Linked DNA regions of Bos taurus: region 1 is linked to region 2. A link is a contact called in public Hi-C data. All regions are on one chromosome and are shown on one strand. Each heading gives the region's core, a stretch centred on a gene start, on an enhancer-like site or on the middle of the called end of the contact. The rest is flanking DNA. Distances are from core to core; before and after follow the strand shown. Region 1 has its middle 23 kb from the start of LIMD1. Region 2 overlaps LIMD1 (LIM domain containing 1).

Region 1 (4,216 bases), core at 226-2,725, 78 kb after region 2:
CCCGTCTCCCTTGCCTGGCTCCCGTGGGCCCCACCCCGCCTTATGATAAATAGAAACCTTGGTTCTTCTCACTCCTGCCTCGGGAAATATCCAATGAAAGACTGTTGCATCACATCTCGCTCCCTCACCCTTGTCAACCTTAAAATAAAGCCACAGTGCTCCCTCCAGCAGCAGCTCACTGCCTTCTCACTGTCTCCACATGGCCTTTGCTTGAAGCTCCCTCTCCTGAGGGCCTCCAGTCCTTGGGGTCAGCCCAGCTCTTGACAATCAAGACTTTCAAACACACACACACACACACACACACAATGTTTGCAAGAAGCTCATGTGTTCCAATAAAACCGCGTGACTTACCTTTATTGATTCTGTGGCAGCCCAGGCAGCAAGTCTCAACTGAAAGGCGGAGCAGGAAACCATCCAACTGCTGTCATTTTGTTTCCCTGGCAGAGAAATCCCAGGACTGTCATTTAGGGCTGCTCAGCAGTTTCCAGTTTACAAAATATCCACAGACTATTTTCAGATTTCCCTTCCAGGACACCCACCCCACCCACTAGCCGGCATCACTGTGTCAGTTTTGTAATTAAGGAAATTAAAACCTCTGCTGGGTTAACAAGGTGCTCAAGGTCACTGAGCCCACTTAGGACCAGAATCATTCATGCAAATACTTACTGAGCACCTACTGTGTGCCTGATGGTGTGGGCCTGAGATACAACAGAGGGGAAAACAACTGTAAGTAAATAAAATAAGGCTGCAAGAGTACCTGCCCTCACAAAGCTGACTTTCTGGAGGGAGAGACACATGATAAGATAAATATGAAAACTGTGTGGTTATTAGCTAGGGAGCAGGGCATACTGGGGGTGGAGTGGTGTTTTGTATAGAATGATCTGGGAAGACCTCACAGACTGGGGACCAAAGTGGGTCAGAGATCCAGCAATCTGGGCAAGAGCCTTCTCGGCAGAGAGACTCAAGTCTCGCTTGTGAGGCAGGCGTGTGGCCAGTGTGGCTGGGGAACAGCAAAGAAGCCAGGGTTTCTGGAGCTGAGTGAGCTGGGGGTAGCGTGGAGAGGTGGGGGTGGGAGTGCGTGGACCCACTCTGTGGAGATCTTGTCCTGTTCACTCCAGGTTCACTTTGTTGAGCACCACGGGGCACGGCTTGGCTCATTAGAGGCTGATGGCAGCCGGCGGGGCTGCAGTAGCGGATGTCGGGGAGCTGGACTGTTCGGGGGACCCGGTGCTCCATCCTCACCTGGAATCTGTCCCTGAGCTCCTTCCTGCAGGGAGCAGCCTCCGACTCACATTCCTGGCTCTTGCGCTGAAAGATCGGCATGCAGATAAAAACAAGATGGGATCTGGAAGTGAAGAGCCACCCCCCCCAACCCCCATGCCTAGCTTCTGCTTCTCCCTGACCCCTAAGGTCATCCTCTGGGAAGCTCACGTTTGTCATCACCCCAGACAGGCTCCAGTCCAGACCTCTGACCCCTGCCCCGGTCCAGGGTTGTGCCTTAGCTTGCCTGCCTCACCTGTGACCACAGAGCTCTCAGGGCCAGGACCTGAGAGAGCAGGGACTCCAGCCATGCTGAGTTCTAGGGTCCTCCATCTCACTGCCACTTGCCAGGTTCAGTCTCTGCACAAAGTCAGTGCTCAATACACAGGAGAGCCCCGGCTTATTACTGTGCTTCCATCAACAACACAGATGATTCTCACCACAGGTGGGTGCTGCCAGAGGAGGGGCCCCTGCAGTTGGACAGCTCTGGTGATAGGGTCACTGAGCATAGGTGAGGGTGGGGGCCTCCCTGTGTAACTGTCCACCCTGGCCCCAGCCTCCGGCCCTTCCCTGCCTGGCAGCAATGACTTGGATTAATCCTCAAGACAAAATTGCCCTCCCCACAATGTCCCCAGTTACCTGTGAGGCTCGTCCTTGGGCAAAAACAAATTACCAGTTACTACTCCCCAAAACAGGCTTTTGGCTTGGGTATGTGTGTGTGTTGCATGCTGGTATGTATGGTGTGGGGTGTGTGTGTGTAGTATGTGGTATAATGTGTGTGTGATATATAATGTGGCATATTTGCAATGTGTGGGGGTGCGTGTATGTGTGTGTTGAGGTGTGTGCGTATGTGGTAACTGTGTGTTCTCTACGGTCTGTGTGCCTGATAGGTGGGGGCGTATAAGAGTGTATAGTGTGTGTGTGTTTATGTGTGAAGAATATGTGTGTGGGAGGTGTGTGTATGTTGTGGTGGTGTGTGTATGTGTTGTGTGTGAGGAGTATTGTGTGGGGTGTGTGTATGTTGAGGTGGTGTGTGTTATGTGGTGTGTGTGAGTATTGTGTGGGGTGTGTGTGAGAGGTGGAGTATGTGTATTTATGTTGAGGTGGTGTGTGTGTGTATGTGGGGTGTGTGTGTATGTTGAGGTGGTGTGTGTGTGTGTGAAGTGGTGTGTGTGTGTGTGTGTGTGTGTGTGTGAGAGGTGGTGTATGTGTTTATGTTGAGGTGGTGTGTGTGTGTATGTGGGGGGTGTGTGAATGTTGAGGTGGTGTGTTTGTGTGTGTGAGGTGGTGTGTGTGTGTGTGAGGTGGTGTGTGTGTGTGTGAGGTGGTGTGTGTGTGTGTGAGGTGGGGTGTGTGTATGTGTGTGAGGTGGGGTGTGTGTGTATGTTGAGGTGGTGTGTGTGTGTATGTTGAGGTGGTGTGTGTGTGTATGTTGAGGTGGTGTGTGTGTATGTGGGGTGTGTGTGAGGTGGGGTGTGTGTGTATGTTGAGGTGGTGTGTGTGTATGTGGGGTGTGTGTGAGGTGGGGTGTGTGTGTATGTTGAGGTGGTGTGTGTGTATGTGGGGTGTGTGTGAGGTGGGGTGTGTGTGTATGTTGAGGTGGTGTGTGTGTGTGAGGTGGTGTGTTTGTGTGTGTGTGTGTGTGTGTGTGAGGTGGTGTGTGTGTGTATGTGGGGGTGTGTGTGAATGTTGAGGTGGTGTGTGAGGTGGTGTGTATGTGTGTGAGGTGGGGTGTGTGTTTATGTTGAGGTGGTGTGTGTGTGTATGTGGGATGTGTGTGAGGTGGGGTGTGTGTGTATGTTGAGGTGGTGTGTGTGTGTATGTGGGGTGTGTGTGAGGTGGTATGTGTGTGTGTGTGAGATGGTGTGTTTTGTGTGTGGGTGTGTGAGGTGGTGTGTGTGTGTATGTGGGGTGTGTGTGAGGTGGGGTGTGTGTGTATGTTGAGGGGGTGTGTGTGTGAGGTGGTGTGTGTTTGTGTGAGGTGGTATGTGTGTGTGTGTGAGGTGGTGTGTTTTGTGTGTGTGGGGTGTGTGTGTGTGAGGTGGTGTGTGTGTGTGTGAGGTGGTGTGTTTGTGTATGGGGGGTGTGTGTGTGTGAGGTGGTGTGTGTGTGTGTGAGGTGGTGTGTGTGTGTGTGAGGTGGTGTGTGTGTGTACGTGGGGTGTGTGTGAGGTGGGGTGGGGGTACAAGTGCCCAGGACCAGAGCACAAGGTGAAGTGTTCAGGGCTGTGTCACATTTCTACCCTGAAGAAACAGCCCTGACCCTTCAGAAACAGGAATCTGAAGAATTTCCCAGGTTTCCGGCAGGGCAAGGGGAAACCTGCTTTCTTCTACCTTTTAATTAAAATGCTCCACCTCCTCCAAAACATCAAAATGCTCCAAACTGTCTCCATTAATCAACGTGTGAACATCACGGGGGAAGGAGACTGGGGAGAACTGGAGACCAATGAGCAGAACTCTGGAGTAAAAATCGGCCGTTTATAAGGCAGCACAAAGTAGATCTGTGATTTCAAACATTTCTGGAGTGAGGCCTGGAGTCCAGGACAGAGGGCAGGGCGGCACCGTCAGGCTGGGAGGTGATGAATGAGTTATTTCAGAGCCACAGCCTGCAGCTTTCACAGATTCAGAAGGCACACGGTCCTTGCTCCGGACGGGGGGGTGCCTATAAATCTCTGTGTCAGCAGATAGCTGAGAGATTCAGAAGATAAGACAGACACTGACAACCAAGAGTCTGAAAACAGAAGAGACGGTCAGGTGGTGCAGGCAGGTGGCTGCCTACCTTAGATCTGGGTTCCCTTCCCTCACGCAGACTTGTTCTGGGGGGATGGCTGCCCACATTTCCCAGTGGGCAGAAGAGATGCATGCCACTTTAGGTTCTGCCCCTAGAAACCTCCTTATGAAACTCTGGCTCTCTCTGCCTGTATCTGAGGGCTGGGTATCAATGTTCAGCCCTGAGA
Region 2 (4,348 bases), core at 1,527-4,026:
TTCTGGCCTGGAGAATCCCATGGACTGTATAGTCCATGGGGTCGCAGAGAGTCAGACACGACTGAGTGACTTTCACTTTCATGGTAAGTTCCTCGGGAAGGCCCTGACCCTCTCCTGGCCTCATCAGACCCTTTGTGTGGTGTTAGCTGCTGCCAGATTCACTGTTGTCTCACTGTCGCCCCAACCCTCTGATTGGTTCCTCTAGAACAGTTTAATGCTCTGAGCATGTGCTACATTCCCTGAGGATGTAACTGTAATTTTAATTCAGCCTTGGGCTAAGCGGGCTTGGTAATCATCTCAGTTCAGTTCAGTTCAGTTGCTCAGTCATGTCCGACTCTTTGCGACCCCATGAACCACAGCACGCTAGGCCTCCCCGTCCATCACCAACTCCCAGAGTCCACCCAAACCCATGTCCATTGAGTTGGTGATGCCATCCAACCATCTCATCCTCTGTCGTCCCCTTCTCCTCCTGCCTTCAATCTTTCCCAGCATCAGGGTCTTTTCAAATGAGTCAGCTCTTCGCATCAGGTGGCCTAGTTTCAGCTTCAGCATCAGTCCCTCCAATGAATACCCAGGGCTGATCTCCTTTAGGATGGACTGGTTGGACCTCCTTGCAGTCCAAGGGACTCTCAAGAGTCTTCAACACCACAGTTCAAAAGCATCAATTCTTCGGCGCTCAGCTTTCTTTATAGTCCAACTCCCACATCCATACCTGACCACTGGAAAAACCATAGCCTTGACTAGACGGACCTTTGTTGGCAAAGTAATGTCTCTGCTTTTTAATATGCTGTCTAGGTTGGTCATAACTTTCCTTCTAAGGAGCTGCTGCTGCTAAGTCGCTTCAGTCGTGTCCGACTCTGTGCGACCCCATAGACGGCAGCCCACCAGGCTCTGCCGTCCCTGGGATTCTCCAGGCAAGAACACTGGAGTGGGTTGCCATTGCCTTCTCCATTGTGTGAAAGTGAAGTCGCTCAGTCGCATCCAACTTGTAGCGACCCCATGGACTGCAGCCTACCAGGCTCCTCCATCCATGGGATTTTCTAGGCAAGAGTACTGGAGTGGCTTGCCATTGCCTTCTCCGTTCTAAGGAGCAAGCATCTTTTAATTTCATGGCTGCAGTCACCATCTACAGTGATTTTGGAGCCCAGAAAAATAAAGTCAGCCACTGTGTCCACTGTTTCCCCATCTATTTGCCATGAAGTGATGGGACTGGATGCCATGATCTTCGTTTTCTGAATGTTGAGCTTTAAGCCAACTTTTTCATTCTTTCACTTTCATCAAGAGGCTCTTTAGTTCTTCTTCACTTTCTGCCATAAGGGTGGTGTCATCTGCATATCTGAGGTTATTGATATTTCTCCTGGCAATCTTCATTCCAGACTGTGCTTCCTCCAGCCCAGCGTTTCTCATGATGTACTCTCCATAGAAGTTAAATAAGCATGGTGACAATTTACAGCCTTGATGTACTCCTTTTCCTATTTGGAACCAGTCTGTTGTTCCATGCTCAGTTCTAACTGTTGCTTCCTGACCTGCATACAGATTTCTCAAGAGGCAGGTCAGGTGGTATTCCCATCTCTTTCAGAATTTTCCACAGTTTATTGTGATCCACACAGTCACAGGCTTTGGCATAGTCAATAAAGCAGAAATAGATGTTTTTTCTGGAACTCTCTTGCTTTTTCGCTGATCCAGCAGATGTTGGCAATTTGATCTCTGGTCCCTCTGCCTTTTCTAAAACCAGCTTGAACATCTGGAAGTTCACGGTTCACATATTGCTGAAGCCTGGCTTGGAGAATTTTGAGCATTACTTTACTAGTGTGTGAGATGAGTGCAACTGTGCAGTAGTTTGAGCATTCTTTGGTATTACCTTTATTTGGGATTCGAATGAACACTGACCTTTTCCAGTTCTGTGGTAATCATCTAACCGAGGGCAATAAATTGAATAGAAGGAAAGCAAGTCAGGGATAAGAAGATGGCTACAACATAGCATTAGTATCTAAAACGCATAAAGAACATCAATAATCCTGAGAAAAAGACAACTGTGTGTGTTTGTATACCTAGATCAGATAAACATGCACACTTACATGACTGCAAAAATCAGTGTATGCTCATACGTACATGTAAACCGAATGTCAATAGTCACCTGTGAGTAAAGGAAATGGTGATTTTTATTAGTTCCCCCCCCCTTGCAATAACTACGTATATTACTTTTATTGCCTGAACAACAAACTTTAGTGGAGTGAGAGTGTGAAGGGCAATGGAGTGCATGTTAGAATCTTTAGCTCTCCAAACTTTCCTTCTGTCCTCCCCTCAGAGTTGTTCTAGGAGGTTCTCATTATAGAACCTTCACAAGCATTTCCCAACTAGACTAGACTAAAAAGAAGGAGTACCTACAGCTCAATGATTTCAGGGTCCCTATAACAGAATCCTCTGACATCCATAGAAGTTTAATTTAACAATGTTACTGACTTACAATTCTCTCCCTCCATAAAAAGATTCCAGAGGACCCAGAGTTTCAGAAAGGAAAGTGAGAACTAACAAGAGTGTCTTTTCCACCTTGTGCCCCGGGATTTAGGCTCAGGGTGACACTAACGGGCTGCTTCCCTACAGCCAAGCCGACAAGGACACAAAGAGCCCACCGTTAAAAGGAGCTGCCCAGACATGCAGGAAAACAGTCCCCCCGCCACACACACCGTCTGGCTGCAAGTCTGTGGCGTGCCCCTTGCTCTGCTCTGGGGTGTCCCAACCAGGATGAACCAGTGCGGATGAGAGCCAAGGAAGCGAGGCTGCAGCTGCTAAGGTGGTCACTAGAGGGAGCCAGGAGGCTGCCTGGAAATGCACAGGACTTGCCAGAGAGAGAGAAAGCTTCTGAGCCAAGGTGTGGAGAACACCCAGCTCTTCTCTTGGGATGGGATCAGGGACATTCTAAGGAATCTCGGCAGGAATTAGCTTTTTGATTTAACAGACGGTAGATCACCTCTCTTCCAAAAATCACAGAGGAAAAGGGTCACACGCGCCGAACTCAAACCCTGTAGCAGTCTAAGAAAGATAAATGAGAGCTTTTTCACATATGATAACAAAGATTTTTTTAAACAATCACATTTGTTTGTGATGGCCATCAGTGCATATTTCTGTAAGCTACAGAGAAGAGTGTAAAATGATAAGCTCACCCTGGAGAGGAAACTCTTAAATTATTTATCTCTGACTCAGAGGGGCTGTCTGGGACTTAGCTTAGGGAATGAATCAGAAATATGAATAAATGTTTACTTGGATCCAAACTGGCAGCCTTAGAGGAAATGATCACATAAAGCAGAGTACATGTAAATGTAACATGTAGCCATTTAAAACACCCTTCAAATAAGTGTTTCAGTGGTATGAGAAAATGCTTTACTATAGGAGGGTACTCAAATTATGTTAGTAAGGGACAAACGCAAGCTAGATACCTGCACCTACATTTACAGCACAATTCCATTTTGGTAACCTACACCCACACACACACCACTGATGTTCAAAATGGAAGGCTGCATACTAAAACTAATCGCTTTTAGCACTGGTCGATAGCACTACAGGAAAATTTCACTTTCCATTTTATATTTTTCTTTCAAAAACGTATCTAATGTTATATAGCACTGACAGGCTTATTCAAGGGAAATTTCACTTACCACTTTATACTTTTCAATATTTACAACATTTTTCTATTATTAAATACAGTTCAGTTCAGTCGCTCAGTCGTGTCCGACTCTTTGCAACCTCATGAATCACAGCACGCCAGACCTCCCTGTCCATCACCAACTGCCGGAGTTCACCCAAACTCATGTCCATCGAGTCGGTGATACCATCCAGCCATCTCATCCTCTGTCATCCCCTTCTCCTCCTGCCCCCAATCCCTCCCAGCATCAGGGTCTTTTCCAATGAGTCAACTCTTCGCATGAGGTGGCCAAAGTATTGGAGTTTCAGCTTTAGCATCATTGCTTCCAAAGAAATCCCAGGTCTGATCTCCTTCAGAATGGACTGGTTGGATCTCCTTGCAGTCCAAGGGACTGAAGAGTCTTCTCCAACACCACAGTTCAAAAGCATCAATTCTTCGGCACTCAGCTTTCTTCACAGTCCAACTCTCACATCCATACATGACCACTGGAAAAACCATAGCCTTGACTAGATGGACCTTTGCTGGCAAAGTAATGTCTCTGCTTTTGAATATGCCATCTAGGTTGGTCATAACTTTCCTTCCAAGGAGTAAGTGCGTCTTTTAATGTCATGGCTGCAATCACCATCTACAGTGATTTTGGAGCCCCCAAAATTAAATACAGTAGAAGATGGTATAAGAGAAATTTCACCTTCTGCTTCACACATT

The links. Hi-C and Micro-C count contacts between places; a contact is called where the count stands out from the background.
Region 1: a Hi-C map of liver shows a contact between it and region 2, with 2.7 times the contacts expected there. The contact joins two enhancer-like sites. A contact is called at or near these places in 4 of 11 Hi-C or Micro-C datasets (blastocyst, liver, skeletal muscle and 1 more).

Annotation. Positions count from the first base shown.
Region 1 is chr22:53,728,721-53,732,936 of ARS-UCD2.0, forward strand. No RefSeq gene overlaps it. Among named protein-coding and RNA genes, the nearest start is that of LIMD1, 23 kb to the left of the region's middle. Within about 2 kb of position 1,476, at least 6 of the 102 cell types and tissues checked have an H3K27ac peak or open chromatin away from gene starts, as enhancers often do. A contact at or near this core is called in liver, where this site is marked.
Region 2 is chr22:53,649,820-53,654,167 of ARS-UCD2.0, forward strand. All of the region lies in intron 2 of LIMD1 (LIM domain containing 1), which reads right to left. Among named protein-coding and RNA genes, the nearest start is that of TRNAR-ACG, 26 kb to the left of the region's middle. Within about 2 kb of position 2,777, at least 17 of the 102 cell types and tissues checked have an H3K27ac peak or open chromatin away from gene starts, as enhancers often do. A contact at or near this core is called in liver, where this site is marked.